Linked DNA regions of Mus musculus: region 1 is linked to region 2. The links are chromatin contacts, called in public Hi-C maps. All regions are on one chromosome and are shown on one strand. Each heading gives the region's core, a stretch centred on a gene start, on an enhancer-like site or on the middle of the called end of the contact. The rest is flanking DNA. Distances are from core to core; before and after follow the strand shown.

Region 1 (5,115 bases), core at 1,782-4,281, 100 kb after region 2:
GCTACACCGTTTGCCTAACTATTATTTTTTAAACAAAAACAACTTTACTGCCAGTGGTTTGCATTCCATAACATTGTGTTCATTTTCAACAGTCAGCTTCCCAGGGCATAGGTCGTTAGGTTATTGGTGAGCCTGTCAGTCAGTCTGTCTTTTGCTTGTTCTCCTCGGTGTTTTCGGATGTCTCTCCCTTGGAGTGTGGCTCCGTTTCTCTTGGTGCACTCTGTAAAACTGGGCCTTTCCTTTGGTTGTTTTAAGGAGTTTTTATTTATGTCTTATTTCTATCTGTTTGTGTCTTAGTTAGGGTTTTACTGCCGTGAACAGACACCATGACCAAGGCAAGTCTTATAAAGGATATTTAATTGGGGCTGGCTTACTGGTTCAGAGGTTCAGTCCATCATCATCAAGGTGGGAGCAGGGCAGCATCCAGGCAAGCATGGTGCAGGCATCGATGAAAGTTCTACATCTTCATCTGAGGGCTGCTAGTGAGCTAGAAGCTATGAGTAGGGTCTTAAAGCCCACGCCCAAAAAGACACACTTACTCCAACAAGGCCACACTCCCTGAGCCAGGCACATACAAACCATCACAGTTTGTTTATTTTGTGTTGGTGTGACATTTCCTGATTTATTTGCCTTGATACTTGTAAAACTCCTTGGCTATCACATTGCTTTCCCAGTTTCTCAGGTCAAATAAACACCCTGCTCTTTGTGGTGATGTGTGAATCGCTCCAGTTTGATCTGGTCGGTTGGGGTGTGGGAGTTCAGTACAAGTCAGCAGCCCCGTGGATTTTATTTATTAGTTGTCTAGAGAATATTTCGATGCTTATTGGCCTCATGGCAACCAGGAGAGGAGCTAAAATAAGGCACCAAAGGGAATCTTGTTACCCCTGGGCAGAAACCTCTACTGTGTCTTCGTGAACATTTTGGGGTGCTATCTCTTCCTAGTAAGGCAGGAGTTACCTTGGAATGCTCTGAAGTCATTTCAGAGTCTGGACAGCCGTACACTCAAGGACACAAGGGTGTCAGTGAGTGCCCACCGCACAGGCCCAGGTACTGTCCACAGGTTAGGACTGTGGCCTAGTTTTGGTAAAGCCTGTTCAATAGCCTACTCGGGCTTTGCTTGTCTTTTGCTTTCGCTGTGAGAGATCAGGCTCCTACCAACTACCAAGACAACACCTGATTTCACAGCAGTGTTAGCATCCTACTGACCTCCAACTTTTCATGATCCCTCTGTAGGGTATTAATACAACTGAATTACAGGTGGAGTGGAATTACCACTCCAATTTGTTGCTGGTAAAAGTCTCACAGATGAGCTGCTTCCTTAAGACAAGGAATTCACATGCTGCTTAGGCAGGGCTCCTCGTTGCCAAACAGACAGTGAGTAACCCATTTCCAAATCCCCTGCAGTCATCTCTCTCAGACCATTTCTTGCACCAATGGTGTCAGCCCATGTCCTCTAGTTCAAAGTCGTGGGATAGAACTAGGTACACCAGAAATTTAGTAGGCATCTTGGATTGATTAGCAGAGGAAAAAGAATTGAACTGAGAGGGGCTGGAGAGATCGAAGAAGGAAGAAGATGAAGAAGAAGGAGAAGAAGGAGAAGGAGAAGAAGAAGAAAAGGAGGAGGAAAGAAGGAGGAGGAGGAGGAGGAGGAGGAGGAGGAGGAGGAGAAGAAGAAGAAGAAGAAGAAGAAGAAGAAGAAGAAGAAGAAGAAGAAGAAGAAGAAGAAGAAGAAGAAGAAGAAGAAGAATTGAACTGAGAAATCCTTTGGTTCTTGATTCCCAACTGGCATATTGAGATAAAAGTGGAAGGGAGCCGGGCATGGTAGCATACGCCTTTAATCCCAGCACTTGGGAGGCAGAGGCAGGTGGATTTCTGAGTTCGAGGCCAGCCTGGTCTACAGAGTGAGTTCCAGGACAGCCAGGGCTGCACAGAGAAACCCTGTCTCAAAAAACAAAACAAAACAAAAAAAGTGGAAGGGAGGCAAACCTAATGTATACCTGACAGGCTTGGCCAGCCTAACAGAGGAGTATAGTATACCCCAGAGAAAATTACATGTGTTAGTCAGAGTTTTGTCCCTGTAAACAAATATTTGAGGCAACGTGAAAGAGAAGACCAATTTATTCACTTATTTTACTATAGTGGGGATTATACTTCATACCACAAATATTAGTATTGGATATGGTTACTTCACAACCCTCTCTGCTCAGCCATATACCAGGGTCAACCCAGAGTAGGAGGCCCAGTTCACATTCTCCCTCAGCTAAAGGTTACAAACCAACTGGCTATCTTTCCCAAATTGCTTTACTAGGACATCCGGCTTCCATACACAAAGCTCTAAACTTATAGAACACCTGGGTTCGATCCCCAGCCACACACACACCTATACAGTATTGCAGTGGTATTTCACAGGCAAAGTATCTGAAGGGAGTGCAGAGGTACCCCCCACCAATCTCCACTGACATTTCCACAGGCTCTGTATTATTTTGAGGACTTCTTAACGCTGAAGGTTCTCCATCTCCAAGACAAAACTACAGGAGTTGCCAGTCATCCCTGCGACTCTGAGGAAAGGGAACATGTCCTGTCCACTGTTGAGCCCACCTCCTGCCCGGACTAGTGACCACGCCAACTTAAACGACCAAAAACAATCCAAAGAGTCCTGTGAGTTATCCAGAGGAGTCAGATGTCACCACCTAGAGGGCACAACACAGGCTGCAAAGCCCTGGGAGAGCCAGAATTCAGATCCAAGAGACGCAGGAGATCCTAACTTCTGCGTAAATGGTCTTTTAAGTAAGCAGTTGACCCAAGTTTCAACTGGCTTTAGACAAGTTCTCGAGCACCTGCCCCAGTCTCCAGGAGAATCGTCTGGGCAACAGTCAGCTTTGACTCTGCCCTCCGCGATGCTCGTCCCACTTTACCCCCGCTGTTGCACTACGCCTGCGCACAAGCTCTCCCTCCGCAGCCTCAGCCCCGCCCGCTACCCCAAAGCAGCCTTCCGTTGCCATGGAGCTGCGCGCCCAAACTACGCAGCCTCAGACCCACGGTGGCTGGGGGCAGTCGGGCCGTTAAGAGGCCATGGTCTAGCGGCTTAAGGAACTGATTCTGCGGGGGCCAGTGCTGAGGAACCGTCGCCGAGGATCTGTTTCTGGGAGGCGACCTAGTTACTGGACCACTTTCTAGGGGTCATTTGTGAGGAGCTGTTGCTAAGGGGCAGTCGCCAGGGACCATTCTTGAGAGGTTGTTGCTGCTGAGGGACCACCACCGAGGAGCCGTTCCTGAGGAGGTTTGCCAACAGTGCAGCCCACTCTTGGGGGACCTTTGCTGAAGTCTCATCGCTGAGGGACATCACTGGGCTGCCCAGAGAGGTGGGTACTGGCGACTTCAGCCTTGGGGCTGCACTGAGGATGCGCTGAACAAGGGGTAACTTTTCTGCGTGGACACGTGGCGGTGAGTCACGTGGTTACCACAGCCTATGAAGCGTCAGCATCAATCCTGCTGGTGAAGAGCCAGGCATCAGTCTGAGAGCTGAAAGTAAGAGTCACCTCCCGCTGTTCCAGCCTGGCTTTAAATACAAAACCCTTCATTGCAAGTGGATAGGCCTCCTTAGCTTGATTTTTCCATAAAATGACTCCCTTATCTGGGTAAAAATGCTTAGCAAAATACACCCTGAATGAAGGTGTGCTGTGGGCCAAGTAATGAGTGGACTAGTAAGTAATGTGAGCTAGGTAATGAGTAGACTGCTCAGGTATTCATTGATGAATATTGTCTTCAAACAAATGATGCCTACCTTCTTGTGTACAATTTAAGAACTGATTATCAAACAATTTATCAAAAGCCCACCCAAGCCAATAAATAGAATCTTGTCTTCACCCATAACATAGTACCCTCCTCTCCTGGTTAACTATGAACAAACCCGTGATTCTCACTTCTCCTCGTGTGTAACCGCACACCTTTGCTTATCTTAGATTAGAAATTTATTCCTGAACAGTAGTTTTTGTTAATGGTTTGATTGGTTTTTGAGAAAGGGTTTTTCTGTATGGTCCTGGTTGTCCTGGAACTTGCTCTGCAGACCAGGCTGGCCTCAAACTCAGAGATGTACCTACGTCTGCTTCCCGAGTGCTGGGACTAAAAGGCCTGTGCCACCACACCCAGCTTGAAGCCCTCCCCTTCTTGTCTTTAAAATAAATAAGACGAGCTTCAAGACTGACAGAATACATTTCTGTTGTGTAAAGAATTCAAGTTGGAGCACTTTGTTATGGCAACCCTGGAAAACTCCTGTGACAAGTGAGAGTTTCTGCAGCCCTCTCTAAGGAGAGGGCTGTCCTCTCAGAAGAAAAGATAGAACAGGCAGTACAGTGGCCCCAGGGACACCCAACGTCCCAATCCTCCGAACCAGTAAAAACATAACGTTCCATGGCTAAGAGGAACTGAGGCGGCCCATCAGCTTCCTTTGAGATGGAAGAACTATCTTGGGTCATCTCATTGGAAGAGGGAGGCAGGAGAGATCACCAAAGGCTACGGCAGGTCGGGCTCAGCTAACACTGCAGATTTGAACACGTTAGATGAAGTCAGGTGCCAAGGGGCAAAGGCAGCTTTAGACAGAAAATGAAAAGCCAAGAAAGTAGACACACCCTCTCTGGTTTCCAAGAAGGTCACACAGCTTTGCTGATGCAGGACAACCAAGTCCTAATTCATAAGGACGAGCCTCAAGGTGCTGTGAGACTGAAAAGAAGAGAAAGACAAATCTAGGGTTATACCAAGTGCAGTTTGCTGCTAAGCGTTGGGGGACAGGAAGTATGTAAGTATGGGCCTGAATGTCAGCAGACCAAATGAACCCAAGTGTGAGTCAAAATCTTTGGGTCAAAATGAAGAGTGTATTTGTGGAGTAGAACGGAGAGCCAAACTTGCTGGGTGATAATGGCGCACACCTTCAATCACTTGGGAGGCAGAGGCAGGCCATCTCTGTGAGTTTGAGGCCAGCCTGGTGAGTGCCGGGGTTAAACTAAGAAACCCTATCTCAAAATAAAACCAGAGCAGACTCATTCTTTCTGTAATCTGCTTGTTTATCTTAAAATAATATCTATAGTGACAAATTGGGAGTTTTGGTTTCTTAAAAAA
Region 2 (4,932 bases), core at 79-2,578:
ACACACTGCTGCTGCTCAGAGGAAGACGGGGGTGGGGGTGGGGTAGGGGGAAAACTGGCCATGAGACAGTGTCCCTGGTGCGATGCATGAGCCTCAGTGGGGATTCACCCAGGTCACGCCGGCCAACCGTAGTAAAGGGACCCAGATACCGGTGTGAGGAGGAAGATAAGATGTGAAGCCAGGCGTGGTGGCTCACACCCACGACCCCGACACTTCATTAGCTGAGACAGGAGGACTGCCACCAGTCCAAGGTCAGCCTGGCCTGCATAGCAAGACTTCATCTAAAACAAACCAAAACAGAGGAAGAGAGGGAAACAGAAACAGGGGGAACGGCATGCACAGAATACACTATGCACGTGTTTGAAAGCGTTGTAGTGAAGTCCATTACTATGTACAACTGATATGTGCTATGGAAAACATTCAAAAGGCTAAGAAACAAACTGAACCCGGGCTGGTCAGTTCCTATTGGGAGTCAGACTTCTAGCCTCAACTTCCTTTTTGGGCAGAACACAGGAAAGAGGCCCCTTCCTGGGAGTGTGTGCTTACTGTCTATTCCATGGGCACAGGTCCTGGTAGTCCCACCTACTCCAGCCTTGAGATTGTTCATTTAATACCTATACTAAGCAACAGAAATGTATTCTAGTGATATCAGTGACAAGAGAGAGACAGAGACAGAGAGACAGGGAGAGACAGAGAGAGACAGAGAGACAAGGAGAGAGAGACAGGCAGACAGACAGACACACTCTGACTGCTGGTTAGGCTGTGGTGGGTCACCTTGGATGCTCACACACTGAGTGGGACCAAAAGGAGGCAGGGTAAGTCTGGGTCACCTTGTGGCTACTGCTCATGGCCAGCTACAACCACCACCCATCAGTGCCATCTGCATCTATCCATCACAACACCGAAACGTCATCAGTACCCTCACTCCTGGGTTCAACGGCCGTGTCACACACGAAAATCTGTGAGGTACTTTGTGTCACAGGGAAAAGGACAAGGGGCTTGGAGCTTGTTTCTCAGGTGCCTGGTGAGCACATACAGGACCCGTGACCTCTGATGGAAACCAGGCACTGAGGTTCCTGGGTCTCAGGTGGGCAGGAAGATACCAGATCCTCCCCAGCAGCCAGACACGGCAGACAGGCTCTGTGAAGTACTACAGTGAAGCCTACGGGAAGCTGTGCTGCCATCTGGGGGAGCGGTGAAATAAATCCCACAACAGCTGCTCCGTGGTTCCCAGGGAAGGAAAGAGAAAGACTCACACTGGTGTGAGGCAGGGGCAGCTCTTTCCGGAGGGAAAACTGTCCACGTGGACAGCGATGCTCTGGCTGGATCTCGGGGGCCCTCTGCTGGATGAAACGCCTTAACAGGGTTTCTGAAGGTGCCCGGACAAACCTCACACAGTCTCTCTCTCTGCCCGTGCCTGAGCCTCTCACAGAGAACAGGATCAGAAGGCAGGCAGGCAGAGGAGGACTAAGGGACCTGACAGCTTGCTATGTAACAGTGGCCACACAGGTTCTGGGGATGCATAAACTTGATGCTATCCCTTTATCTACCAGAAACAGACAGGGCTGTGGAAGAGGGGCTGCCTATGGGTCCCAGGAGCCCCAGGAACCCTAGGAGACCAAGAATCCTTTCCTGACCAGTAAACATTAAGAAGAATGGCCCTGGGAGACCTGGAAAAAGTCCAGCACATGCCAACCATTGCACTAGTTGATGCAAAGACTCAAGTACACTATGATACAAATTGAGAGGGCCAGCTGGAAGGTTGACCAGTAGTTTTCTTTTTATTGATTTAATGGGAAGACATCAACTTCCAAGTAATTCAGTTGCCATGGACTCGTGCTAAGTACGGCTCCTGTCGATGGAGGAAACGCGCACACAGCAAGTGGATCACTGCCCACCTCCCCCACGGTCAGTGGACTGGATTAAGTCCTTAGATCTGAGGGCCAAGGCTAGAGCTCAGGAGCTAGAATCTGCAGGACTCGACGAAGCCAGCAATGGACAGAACACAGGGCACAGAGGCTACTATCGAGAGCTCGATTGGAGGCATGCTATGAATGTAACTTGCTGTGGAGAACCACGGAAGGGAAACGTGTGGCTTCTACCAGTCTAAGCCTCCAGCCAAGGGTGAGTGAGGAAAGCTGGAGAAACCAAAGCCACACTGGAGGAAAGTGACCGTGGGGGCAGGCTGGGCCTTCCTGATTCTTTAGGGCCTATATGGAAAACATGGGCTGGGGCTCAGTGCTTGGATATCTGACTGGAGACAGGAACAGCAGCTCAGGTAACTAAGACAAGAGATGGATGTAGAGATCTGTCTCTACCATGTGGGCACCAAAGGCCGCTTTCTTCCACAACAGACACTCTTCCTCAGATAGCTCCAGAGGCTACCTGGAGCTGGGTTGAGTTCAGGTGAGGCCTGTCCCTGGCTTGGGGATGACTGCACCTATGTCCTTCATAGTGGGGTGTTAGATGAGCACAGCCTCTCAAGGTCTCTCTTGGTAGGGACGCCAACCTCCTTACATTACCCACATCACCTCCAAAGCCTCATGACCTCTCTCTCTGAAGATACTGTAGGTTGAAATATGTTTGGCACACCTGACTCAGCAAACTCAGGTAGGGATTCAAAGCTGGGTGAGAAAAGGCTGCATAACGGGAGCCTAAACTGAACTGGAAACGCACACTGCACAAACAAAGCCCGGATAACTACTTGTCAGCAAATCTGCGGTTTTGGAAAAAAAAAAAATCACTAACAAGGGTATTTCAGGCAGAGGGAAAATTGTCACAGCTAGGCGAGGTGAGACGGAGCACGCTGGAGGGGCTGTGGGGGCGCATAGGTGCAGTCCATGGGAGGTTATGGAAAGATTATGTGAAAATACTGTGGTGTCTCATACATGGGACCTGAGCACCTGCAGATTTGGATGTCCGGGTGGTGGGAGTTAGAGAAAAATCCCCAAAATAAACTATATAGACAGTAGGTGGAGGGGAGCTAGAAAAAAAATCCCCCAAAATAGACTATACAGACAGTAAGTTTCCCTTCACCACCACACACACAGCAACCTCAATAGCTGTTCTTTTTTTTTTTTTAAACGATTTATTTATTTATTTATTGTAAGTACACTGTAGCTGTCCTCAGACATTCCAGAAGAGGGAGTCAGATCTCGTTACGGATGGTTGTGAGCCACCATGTGGTTGCTGGGATTTGAACTCCTGACCTTCGGAAGAGCAGTCGGGTGCTCTTACCCACTGAGCCATCTCACCAGCCCAATAGCTGTTCTTTTACAGGGCAACTGAGGCTTCAGGTAAGAGGGTTTTAAAGATATATAACACTTTCTAGCTCACAATGGGCCCACTTAGGACTTTTTGACTTTACAGAGTGAGATCAACACAAATCCAGCAGGAAATCTGGTTTGAACTTAGTATGTTTCCCTGGCTAATGGGTGGGGACGACTGTTACAACGCTCGACGTGGCAGAGAGCAACAGTTTCCAGTCTACCTGAGCTCATGGGCTCAACAAACGAAGAAGCGCCTCTGTCAGCGGTGCCAAGTGAATTTCAACTTCCAGTAATTTCAGTTTCTGATGGCTTTATGGGACAAGTCTGTCTCAGTGGAGGGACACGTGCGACACTTCTCGTCTTGAAGACTGACACTTCAGGAGGATGAGAGCATTCATCAAAAGACGTGGAGCCCGGAGCCCAAGTGTGTAGAGCATGCGCGGAACCCTGGAACCCCAGTTCTTAGGAGGAGGAATGAGAGTTCCAGGCCAGTGGGAGATACAGAATGAGACATTGCCTCAAGATTTAAAGATTAAAAAGGGGCTGGTGATGTATGTAGCTCAGTGACACACAACACAGCACTTGCCTAGCGTACACGAAGCCCTGGGTTTGCTCTCAGGCACTGGGGCAGGAAGCAGGGAATGCAGGGGATGCAGGGGATGCAGGGGATGCAGGGGATGCAGGAGATGCAGGGGATGCAGGAGATGCAGGGGATGTAGGGGATAGGTATGCAGTGCCCTACATCATTAGACCATTTAATACCCAAGGAAAGAAACAACAAAAAGCATAGAGAGAAGCAGAAAACCTCAGTTGAACTTGGAGATGTTCGACACATCACTCTCGACCACTAAGACAAGACGTAAAGACGCGAACCAACTTGACCGACTACATCTGAATACTCCGCTCAACATAAGCATCACGTCCTGCTTTGTGCACACGGCATGTTAGAAGTCGCCCACAGACCAGGCCTGCACAGTGAGTCTTTATAGTTGTCAAGGCTGGGGTGCTGCCAGGGAGTTCTTTATCTACAGTGAAATGAAGCTTAAAACAAACAAAAACAAACAAAACAGAAAAAGACTGACACCCACACCAGTGGAGATCAGATAAACCCATTTTCGGTTCTTGAAATAATGTTTTGTTAAGTTGGTTAGGATGGTCTCTAACTCGTGGCAATGATTCTGCTACAGGTGCCTGACTGCTGGGATGACAGTGCACCGCACTGAACCAGCATCCACAGTCCTCTATATTTTTGTGATATTGGGAATTGAACCTAGGGCCTATCACACGCTAGGCAAGTGTACTACCACCTAGCAATGTCCCAGCTCAATAACTTGTTTCTAAACAACCTAAGTGGGGCATGGTGGCTTAGATAAGAGTAGGCCCTTATAGGCTCATGTTTGAATCCCTGGCCCCCAGTGGATGGAATTGCTTGGGAGGGACTAGAAGTTGTGGACTTGTTGGAGGTATGACGTTTCAGAGACTTTCAACGGTCCAGCTGTTCATTCTTTCTGTCTCCTATTTTTTGAATCACAGCGTGAGCTCTCGGGTGTTAGCGATACTATGCTTTTGTTCCACCAACATGGACTCTGAACCTCAGAAACTATAAATCTAATGAGTGCTTTCTATTTACAAGTTGCCTTGGTCATAGTATTTTATCACAGCA

Evidence for each region. A called contact is a pair of places that touch in the nucleus more often than the background predicts.
Region 1: a contact with region 2 is called in a Hi-C map of cortical neurons, with 2.2 times the contacts expected there. The contact joins the promoter of Cfap74 here to the enhancer-like site in region 2. A contact is called at or near these places in 2 of 39 promoter capture datasets (hippocampal neurons and macrophages), 5 of 484 Hi-C or Micro-C datasets (cortical neurons, liver, neural progenitor cells and 1 more), 2 of 115 datasets of contacts at active chromatin or transcription factors (embryonic stem cells and memory CD8 T cells) and 2 of 9 other capture datasets (adipose tissue and pancreatic islet).

The regions. Positions count from the first base shown.
Region 1 is chr4:155,406,209-155,411,323 of GRCm38.p6, forward strand. Cfap74 (cilia and flagella associated protein 74) reads left to right here and starts at 3,032. Exons shown (of 39, transcript NM_001368738.1): 1 at 3,032-3,362. The region is part of intron 2 of 5830444B04Rik (RIKEN cDNA 5830444B04 gene); the gene reads right to left.
Region 2 is chr4:155,306,968-155,311,899 of GRCm38.p6, forward strand. The region is part of intron 4 of Prkcz (protein kinase C, zeta); the gene reads right to left. Among named protein-coding and RNA genes, the nearest start is that of Prkcz, 52 kb to the right of the region's middle. Within about 2 kb of position 1,329, at least 100 of the 459 cell types and tissues checked have an H3K27ac peak or open chromatin away from gene starts, as enhancers often do. A contact at or near this core is called in cortical neurons, hippocampal neurons, memory CD8 T cells and 3 more, where this site is marked.